3 separate regions of the Sus scrofa genome follow, and all the other regions are linked to region 3. A link is a contact called in public Hi-C and HiChIP or PLAC-seq data. All regions are on one chromosome and are shown on one strand. Each heading gives the region's core, a stretch centred on a gene start, on an enhancer-like site or on the middle of the called end of the contact. The rest is flanking DNA. Distances are from core to core; before and after follow the strand shown.

Region 1 (2,700 bases), core at 37-2,536, 170 kb after region 3:
TTGGTTCCTGAATGAATCAGCAAGTCAAAGATGAGATTTCGAGGTCTCGTAGAGATCTGGCCTTTCTTCTGTGTTGTTTTGGTTTATTGTAGGAACCTGATGAACCACATGGCACAATTATTTGTTTATTTTTTTTAGCACATTTTGCTGTAGATGCATTGCTTTGCACCATTTCCACAGACGTCTTTTGAAGTTCTGGACTGTTCTCGCCTCCTGGCAGGAGGGACCTAAGCTACAGGTGGCCAAGTCCCCACTCCCTGTAGTATTTGCATAGCTAGTGCAAGGACTAAAGATCTGTCACTGAGCTTCCCTCGGGGTCGCAGCGCCCACCCCAGCCCGGGGGGCGGGGGGCAGTTAGACTAGCAGAACTGCCCAGATCCTGCCTGTGCTGGCTGCCTCTGGCTCAGGTCTCCTCCAGCAGGTGGACAGGACCAGCGGCCTTTGACCTGGCTCAGTGGCCACAGGGTCCCCAGAGCAACAGACGCCTTTGCAAATTAGTTTCAAACTGCGGAGGAGAAAAGGAAGGAACCGTTGGGGTTCTCATTTTTCTGCCCTCCCAAGCTCCAGAGGCCCACCCCCTCCCCACCTGATTTGCATCCTCAGCTCAATTTGCATCACAAAATACACCCAAACTTCCCTGGACCCGCTGCCGTAGGCGGGCAAGTTGTGTTTTTTTGTTTTGTTTGGGTTTTTCATCTCCTGCCATTTCTCTAGCAGGTTTCTGGTTACATCCAGATGACACTTAGATTAGGTTTCACTTTACGTCCTTGGCCTGTGATTCAACTAGCCCCTCCTCCTGGGCCAGAGCCCCTGCAAGATCAAGCCCCATCCCCGGGCCATGGCTTGGGAGGCAGCCCTGCAGGCCATCCTGCTTCTCACACTCACTCGCGCCTCTTCACGACCCGTAGGCCCTGCAGCTGTGTGTCCTTCAGCGAGACACTCCAGGGTTGGAGCCTTTTTTTTCTTTTTTTCTCTTTCCTTTTCCCCCAAACCCGGAATCAATATTTTGGGAGTAAAGGTGGGGAAGGGAGGGGGGAGAAAGAGCCACAGGAGACAGAGGTTAGCAGTCACCCAAAGTGGCTCAGTTCTCCAGACGGAACCCTCCAGACTCATTCAGCACAAAGTGGCTGCAGAGGAAATCCTGCCGGGCCAATGATAAGGGGGGAAATGGAGTCACTTCCTTACCAGCTGCTTTATTCAGGTAGGAAAAAAAAGTCCTCACTTCCTCGCGTGTGCTCCGCTGGCCACCACTCTTGGCGGCCCAGCCGCCTGCTTCCCCTTTTGATCTCTGCCACGGCTGGTGTCCAGAGAGTCACTGCCTCCCGGGCTTCAGGAGAGCCCTCTGTGTGTGTCCGCCTTCTCCCCTCCACTTCCTTTTTTCTCAATCTCTCCACACTCCCTCTTCTCCCAGTGGTTGCACTGCAGTTGCTGTGTGCCGTTGGAGAAACCCTAGATAGTACTTATTGGGAATGAGTGTCACACCCTTGCTGGAATCCAAGACTAGTGATCACTGGTGGTCCTTATGTTCCCATGAATGTCCAGGAGCGGCTGGAGGCCTTTGATCACCTCTCCTGCCCTATACAACAGGGCACCACCGCTGCCTCTCTGGTCAATGCCTAAGCTTATTGCTTTTGTATCTCCAGGCAGCAGTCTCCGTCTTTATAACCCGGTAGGAATCTCCCTGACAGAGGGATAAAGGGCCCGGTGAGTCTGAAAAATACCCCACAGCTTATCCCTCCCTTGGAGACTCACAGGGCGTATGGGTGGGCCTGCTGTTCAAAATGATTAACCACCAACATGGCACAGATGATGACCAGTCAGATCCAGCACTGACGGCCAAGAACTGGCTGAATGTCAGTTCCTCACCAGGAAGACAGTAGAGTCTGGGAAAAAAAAAAAAAAAAAAAGGCATGGATTTGTTTAAGCCAATCATTTATTCCCTTTGGACAGACTTCTTTTAAAAAATATCATCTATTGAAGTTCCCATTGTGGCACAGTGGATTAAGAATCCGACTGCAGCAGCTCAGGTTGCTGCAGAGGCATGGGTTCAATTAATCCTGGCCTGGCACAGGAAGGTTAAAGGATCCAGTGTTGCCTCAGCTGTAGCTTGGATTCATTCCCTAGCCCGGGAACTTCCATGTACTGTGGGAGCCATCATAAAATTAAAAAGAAAAAATCATGTATCATGGTGTGTTTGGAAGAACTATTTTATAGTAAAAGAAATCAGTGTATTTCAGTTCCACAAACATTTGCTGAGTACCTAATAAGTGAGAGACACATGCTCCAAGGATCCAAAGACAAATAAACTATATGGTCCTTGCACCTCCAGGTTCTAATAGATAAAGACAGACCTGTAAACAGATGATCTTCAGATAACACAGTGAACAGGGACTAGCTGAGGATTATTTAGCTCAGCCCAGGGGCTAGGAAAAAGCTGCCTGCAGAACATGATTGCACTGAAATTCCTGAATGAACCAAAATGGACTTATGAGCGACAGAACTGAGCAGGAAGCTAGGTTGAAGCAGGGCATCTGGAGCCTAGGATGTCAAGAGTTTGGACTTAAGCATGGAGATAACAGACTTGATTCTGAATAGATCATTCTGGCTGCAACAGGGAGAGGAGATTGAAGGGTTGGGCGTGAGACTACAGGCAGAGAGCTCCAATGGGAAATCATAGCAGTGTCCTGGGCAGGGAAGGTA
Region 2 (2,700 bases), core at 37-2,536, 140 kb after region 3:
CATACTGCTTTTTGAAGTTTCTCTGAAAAGTGACTTTTTAACCATCAGCTCTCTTTGTCTTGGGCTTGAGTGAGGATCGTTTTTAGTGTACCTAACTGGGACGAGATGTCCTTGTGGAAGAGGGGTCCCTAAAAACACACAGCTGTTAACAGGAATATAGTATAATACCTAAGAGCACAGCCTGGAGCTGCATGACCTGAGCTTGATCCCAGCACTTTCTGACCACGTGTCTTTGGACAAGTTACCTGTTCTGCCGCAGTCTCCTCCTGTCGGAAATGGAGATAATAACAGTGCCAACTTCATACAGTATAAGGCCCAGATGAACTGCTGTTTGATAAATGCTTAGATCCATGCTCAAATGACATGCTGTGGAAGTGCCTGCTGTTGTCTAGGTTTGTCCTTTTGTTGCATGTTCAGTGCATGTATTCCTCTCCACATAGCCTCTAAGTACGAATGAATAGTAAGGTTTATCTCTCAGCTGACATGCAGTCACATTGAGTAGCGGGCTAAAAAATAGGTAAGGTAAGACTTTGCATACTACATTTTGGGGCAAACATAAAATATTTCTTTTACCTGGGAGGTTCGAGTCTCCCATTGCTATGGGGAGAAATACGTGAGTCCCCCTGCGGCCACCCCCCAAAGAATTTGCAGTCAAACTGGAGACACGCTTTTTTTTTTTTTTTGAAGTTTCCCTGAAAAGTGACTTTTAACCATCAGTTCTCCTTACCTTGGGCTTGAGTGAGGATCGTTTTTAGTATACCTAACTGGGACAAAATGCCCTTGTAGAAGATGGGTCCCTAAAAACACAGAGCTGCTAATAGGAATATAGTATATTATTATACATATCTTGTATCAAGGAGCAAAATGAAACTGGAGAACAGACCAAATGAAGTCTGGAAGGAGATCTGGAGGCGCAGATGCTGAGACAGCTTGCAAATAGTCAGGTCAAGCTTCATGGAAGGTTTTCAGATGGGATGAGCTGAGTCTTAAGATGATGGGTGATGGAAGTAACGAGGCACCGGAGGGGTGGAGCACTGGAGGGTGCTAAAGGGTGCTGGGGTGTCCGGAGGGAATGCCTGAAGCCCTGGGGTGGGGGTGATTCTCTCACTGCAGGGGCAAGGAAGACACCCCCAGGATGTGGCCAGGGAGAAATGGCACAGTTAACAGTGACAAAAAATAAAGCGAGAGAGCCCAGACTTCACACAGACTTCACACACAGAGTGTTTAGATTTGGTTTAATAGAAAAAAGGAAGTGAGAGGGAGGTAGGAAACACTATCTGGCGCACTTGGCAGCTGTGTCACCCGACGACGTCCCTCCTGCAGCCGTAGGGTCCCCGAGCCGGGCCTCGCATATCCTCCAGTGACGGAGGGGTGCAGACCGGCTGCAGAAATTAAAACACTTTAATATATGCGAGTTGTCCGGTCCAATCACAGCAGATGCCAGGAATGTTTTTCTGCTTTCAAAATGAAGTGCAGGTTGTTTGGAGGTGGTGAGGGCGTGATCCCATCTCCTCTGGGTCTGAATCTCTATGTCACAGGATGAGACAGAACTCAGACCTGTGTCTGTTTGGATGCATCCTCAGCGCACTAGGTTTTTAGGGGCTTTTCTCATAATTTCTTCATCCGAAGAGGTCGATTAGCTTGTTCTCCTGTCTCTTTCCTCCTCCGGTCTTTTATGTTCTCCTGTTGGATGGCAGCCTTCATTTCCTCCGGATGGGCCCATTCCAGGCTGGGGTAAGGAGAAGGCAGTCTCCAGGGCGGCTCATCTGTGTCATCACCCGGTCCCTGTGAAGTGGAGGGAAATAAACAGCACGTGGGAGGGGGGGAAATCTGTGTTCTAAGAACTGCTTTGGTTTACACATCTATAGATACACTCAACCGGCCCTGCGGGTCACATGGACCAGCTGCTGGAGCTGAGCATGAGTCACTTTTAAATTAGTCATAGAAAAAGAAATATGTTTCTAAAAGCCAGCACCGTTGGCTTACACATGCAGCCGGGGAGTGAGCAGGCAGCCTATAAAGCACTCAGGCCTCCCGTGACGACTGGCGTGCATGGTGCACTGGGTGGGGGGAATGGGTCCAGGTCTGGGAGCTCTCTGCCATCCTTGTATTTGGAGGTGAGAATCCTCATCAGTGGGAACCTCTGCCCTGGAGCAGTGGGTGCTGGGGTTTGATTTTCCATTTAGCCCCTCTTTCTCTTACAGCTTTGCTTTGTAATTGGCACAGGAACTCTTAAGGTCTTCAATAACACAGTCTAGCAGTGGGTACCAGACCCTCTGAGCCTGAAATAGGGGAGAAGAATGTCTGTTCAGCAAAAGGTCAGGAAGGGAGGGGCCGAGGAAAGGGGGTCCAGGAGCATCGTAGAGTACATGAACTTCAGCCGAGCCTTGAAGGGCTTAGTTTGTGGTGAAGAAGAAGGAATTCCATCCCAAGCAAAATGGAAAAAACCATCTGAGCAAAAAGAAAGCTTAAATGACAAAGGCCGCACCTTTGTTTTATCCGTGGGGAGTCTAAACTTTTCACACACACACACACACACACACACACACACACACACACACACACACTAGAGAGAAGACAAGAGAACAATCACCGAGGGGGGCCGAGGCACTGCTTACTAAATTGGTCCAAAGGAGGGATTTCACCAAATGCAAATGAACAAAGAACAATATGTGTGACTCAAAATATCCGTTATGCTCT
Region 3 (2,700 bases), core at 19-2,518:
GCTTTATTTGTCAAAGACTCTTAGAGATAAAAATAAACACATGCCACTTGTTTGCTCTTTGTGCCTTTCTCCTGGGGGCTGTTCATGCTTGTGAATAAAAAAAAATGTGTATATAGTGCGTGTGCGAGTCTGTGTTTGTGTATAAATAACTCGAGAAGGTGCAGCTATCTAGATTGGCTGCTAGGTGGCCGTGGACCCACTTACCCTGGTTTGGGGGCTTGGGGCCTTAAGGTAGCCCTGTAGCCTCCCACGGTAGCGTGGCGGGCAGCCCCTAACCCAGTGCCCAGACTGTTAGTAGAGGAAAAACATTGACTTAACCACTTGAAAGCCCTTGGTATATACCCCACTAATCCCTCTGCCGGGCCACTGAGAGCTATGTCTGGCTTTGGTCATGGATGGTGTCACCGAAGTGTATTCTCTGCGTGGACACCTAGGAAGCAACTTGAAAGTAAACACACGCTTGGGGCTTCCCTCGCTGATGAATGTGCAGCAGCGTCGCCTCCGTTCGGAGGGCAGCGCTGAGGTCTCTTTGCTTCGGTCAGCATCTGCCAAGCGCTGGTGTGTACACACACAGGGGCTGCTGTGTGTACACACACACAAGGGCTTGTGTGTACACACACACACACACACACACACACACACACACACGGGAGCGCGCGCGCGGTTAGGGCCGAAGTGATTACTGGCGCTTGTTTTCTTGGCGCCCACCCCCGTCCCCTAGCAGCCACCCATCCGGCCGCGTGCGGTTCCCCCGGCGGCCCTGGCCGCTCGCCGGGCCCTCCGAAGGCCCGAAGAGGCCCCGCGCACACCCACCGCGCCGCGGCCGCGCGGGAGGCCTGCGCCGCCCGCGCCACCCACCGGCTGGGCCCAGCGGGCAGGCTGAGCGAGCGGGCGGGCGGGGGCTGTCCCGGGCTCGCCCTCCCCGGCCGCGGCCCTGCGCGCCATGTGTCCCCGCGGGGCGCGCCGCTCCAGAGCCGGCCGCGGCTCCTTTAACCCAGGGAAGGGGAGCGGGGCGGAGGGGGCGGAGGGGGCGGTGGGGCGGCTCCGAGGAGGGCTCTTTCTTTCTTCTTTTTTTGAATGAACAGTGTGACGTACATACAGGAAACCAGTCGGTTAGAGGAGAATGAAGTAAGAGGCCAGCCCCCCCGGCCCCGCGCCCGCCCCCTTCCTCCCTGCGCTGGCCCCCGCCCGCCGGGCTCCCGCCCGCCAAGCTCGGTTTCCCCGCCGAGCCGCCGCCGCTGCCGCCGCCGCCGCCGCCGCCGCCGCTGCCAGCGAAGGTGCCGGGAGCCGAGCCCTCCCCGCCGGCGCGGCCGTCATCGCCCTGAGCGGGAGCGCGGGGGAGGCGGGCGCAGCCAGCTCTGCCGCGCAGGAGCAGGAGGAGGAGAAAGGGTGCGCAGCCCGGAGGCGGGGTGCGCCGGTGGGGTGCAGCGGAAGAGGGGGTCCAGGGGGGAGAACTTCGTAGCAGTCATCCTTTTTAGGAAAAGAGGGAAAAAATAAAACCCTCCCCCACCACCTCCTTCTCCCCACCCCTCGCCGCACCACACACAGCGCGGGCTTCTCGCGCTCGGCACCGGCGGGCCGGGTGCGTCCAGCCTTCATTTATCAAGCAGCTTTTCGGAAAATGCATTTGCCGTTCGGAGTTTAATCAGAAGAGGATTCCTGTCCCCGTCCCCGGCTCGTCCACCGGCCCCCGGTCCCTGTCTCTCTCCCGTGGAGGCGTGAAGCGGCCCCGCGGATAGAAATCCATGTCCGTGCCCGCGCGTGTGTGTGCGTGTGTAAATTGCCGAGAGGGGAAAAATCACAGGACTTCTGCAAATCCCGGACTGAAAATTGTAATTCATCTGCCGCCGCCGCTGCCTTTCTTTTCTCGTGCTCTTGAGATCTCTGGTTGGGATTCCTACGGATTGACATTTCTGTAAAGGAGAAGTCTGGGAATCAAACTGGAAATTCTCCTAATTTTTACACCTCCTCCCCCAGCTCCTGATTCATTTGGAAGTTTCAAAGCAGCTATAACTGGAGAGTTCTGAAGATTGATGGAATCTTTGCCTTATGCATTTGTTTTGTTTTCACAAAAAGGAAACTTGACAGAGGATCATGCTGTCCTTAAAAAATACAAGTAAGTTCTTTGCACAGAAAATTGGCTTAATGTAACTTTCAATGGAAACATTTGAGATTTTAACTTTTAAGTGCATTCGAGTAAGTTTAATTTCCAGGCAGTTTAATACATTCTTTTCAGCTGTGTAACTTGTAGTGTGTTAAGCCCTGCTTTCACCCAGTGTATAAAGGGAAATGCACCTGATTTTGACTGATTAGTTTTTTTAACCTTTCAGCATCACGGGGGAAGTAGACTGATATTAACAATAATTAATAATGTGCCTCATGAACTAAAGATCCGAAAGGAATTTAAATAAAAATTTCCTGCATCTCATGCCAAGAGGGAAACACCAGAATCAAGTGTTCCGCGTGACTGAAGACACCCCCTCAACCAAGAATGCAAAGCACATCCAATAAAATAGCTGGATTATAACTATTCTCTCTTTCGGGGCCGTGGGGTGGGAAGCGGGGGCGAGAGGTGCTGTTGGTACCCGGCTGCTTTTCCTCTGGGAAAGGATGGCGCACGCTGGGAGAACAGGGTATGATAACCGGGAAATAGTGATGAAGTACATCCACTATAAGCTGTCGCAGAGGGGCTACGAGTGG

Evidence for each region. A called contact is a pair of places that touch in the nucleus more often than the background predicts. HiChIP or PLAC-seq counts read pairs in DNA pulled down with a chosen protein or histone mark.
Region 1: a Hi-C map of liver shows a contact between it and region 3, with 2.1 times the contacts expected there. The contact joins the enhancer-like site here to the promoter of BCL2 in region 3. A contact is called at or near these places in 2 of 5 promoter capture datasets (fetal liver and liver), 31 of 47 Hi-C or Micro-C datasets (adipocytes, adipose tissue, alveolar macrophages and 17 more) and 2 of 2 datasets of contacts at active chromatin or transcription factors (alveolar macrophages and skeletal muscle).
Region 2: a contact with region 3 is called in an H3K27ac HiChIP or PLAC-seq map of alveolar macrophages. The contact joins the enhancer-like site here to the promoter of BCL2 in region 3. A contact is called at or near these places in 6 of 47 Hi-C or Micro-C datasets (blood, epiblast stem cells, fibroblasts and 3 more) and 2 of 2 datasets of contacts at active chromatin or transcription factors (alveolar macrophages and skeletal muscle).

The regions. Positions count from the first base shown.
Region 1 is chr1:158,505,400-158,508,099 of Sscrofa11.1, forward strand. The region is part of intron 1 of BCL2 (apoptosis regulator Bcl-2); the gene reads left to right. Among named protein-coding and RNA genes, the nearest start is that of BCL2, 170 kb to the left of the region's middle. Within about 2 kb of position 1,287, at least 30 of the 83 cell types and tissues checked have an H3K27ac peak or open chromatin away from gene starts, as enhancers often do. A contact at or near this core is called in adipose tissue, alveolar macrophages, epiblast stem cells and 4 more, where this site is marked.
Region 2 is chr1:158,480,870-158,483,569 of Sscrofa11.1, forward strand. The region is part of intron 1 of BCL2 (apoptosis regulator Bcl-2); the gene reads left to right. Among named protein-coding and RNA genes, the nearest start is that of BCL2, 140 kb to the left of the region's middle. Within about 2 kb of position 1,287, at least 35 of the 83 cell types and tissues checked have an H3K27ac peak or open chromatin away from gene starts, as enhancers often do. A contact at or near this core is called in alveolar macrophages, liver, omental adipose tissue and 1 more, where this site is marked.
Region 3 is chr1:158,336,135-158,338,834 of Sscrofa11.1, forward strand. BCL2 (apoptosis regulator Bcl-2) reads left to right here and starts at 1,269. Exons shown (of 2, transcript XM_021099593.1): 1 at 1,269-2,700. The coding sequence starts at 2,611.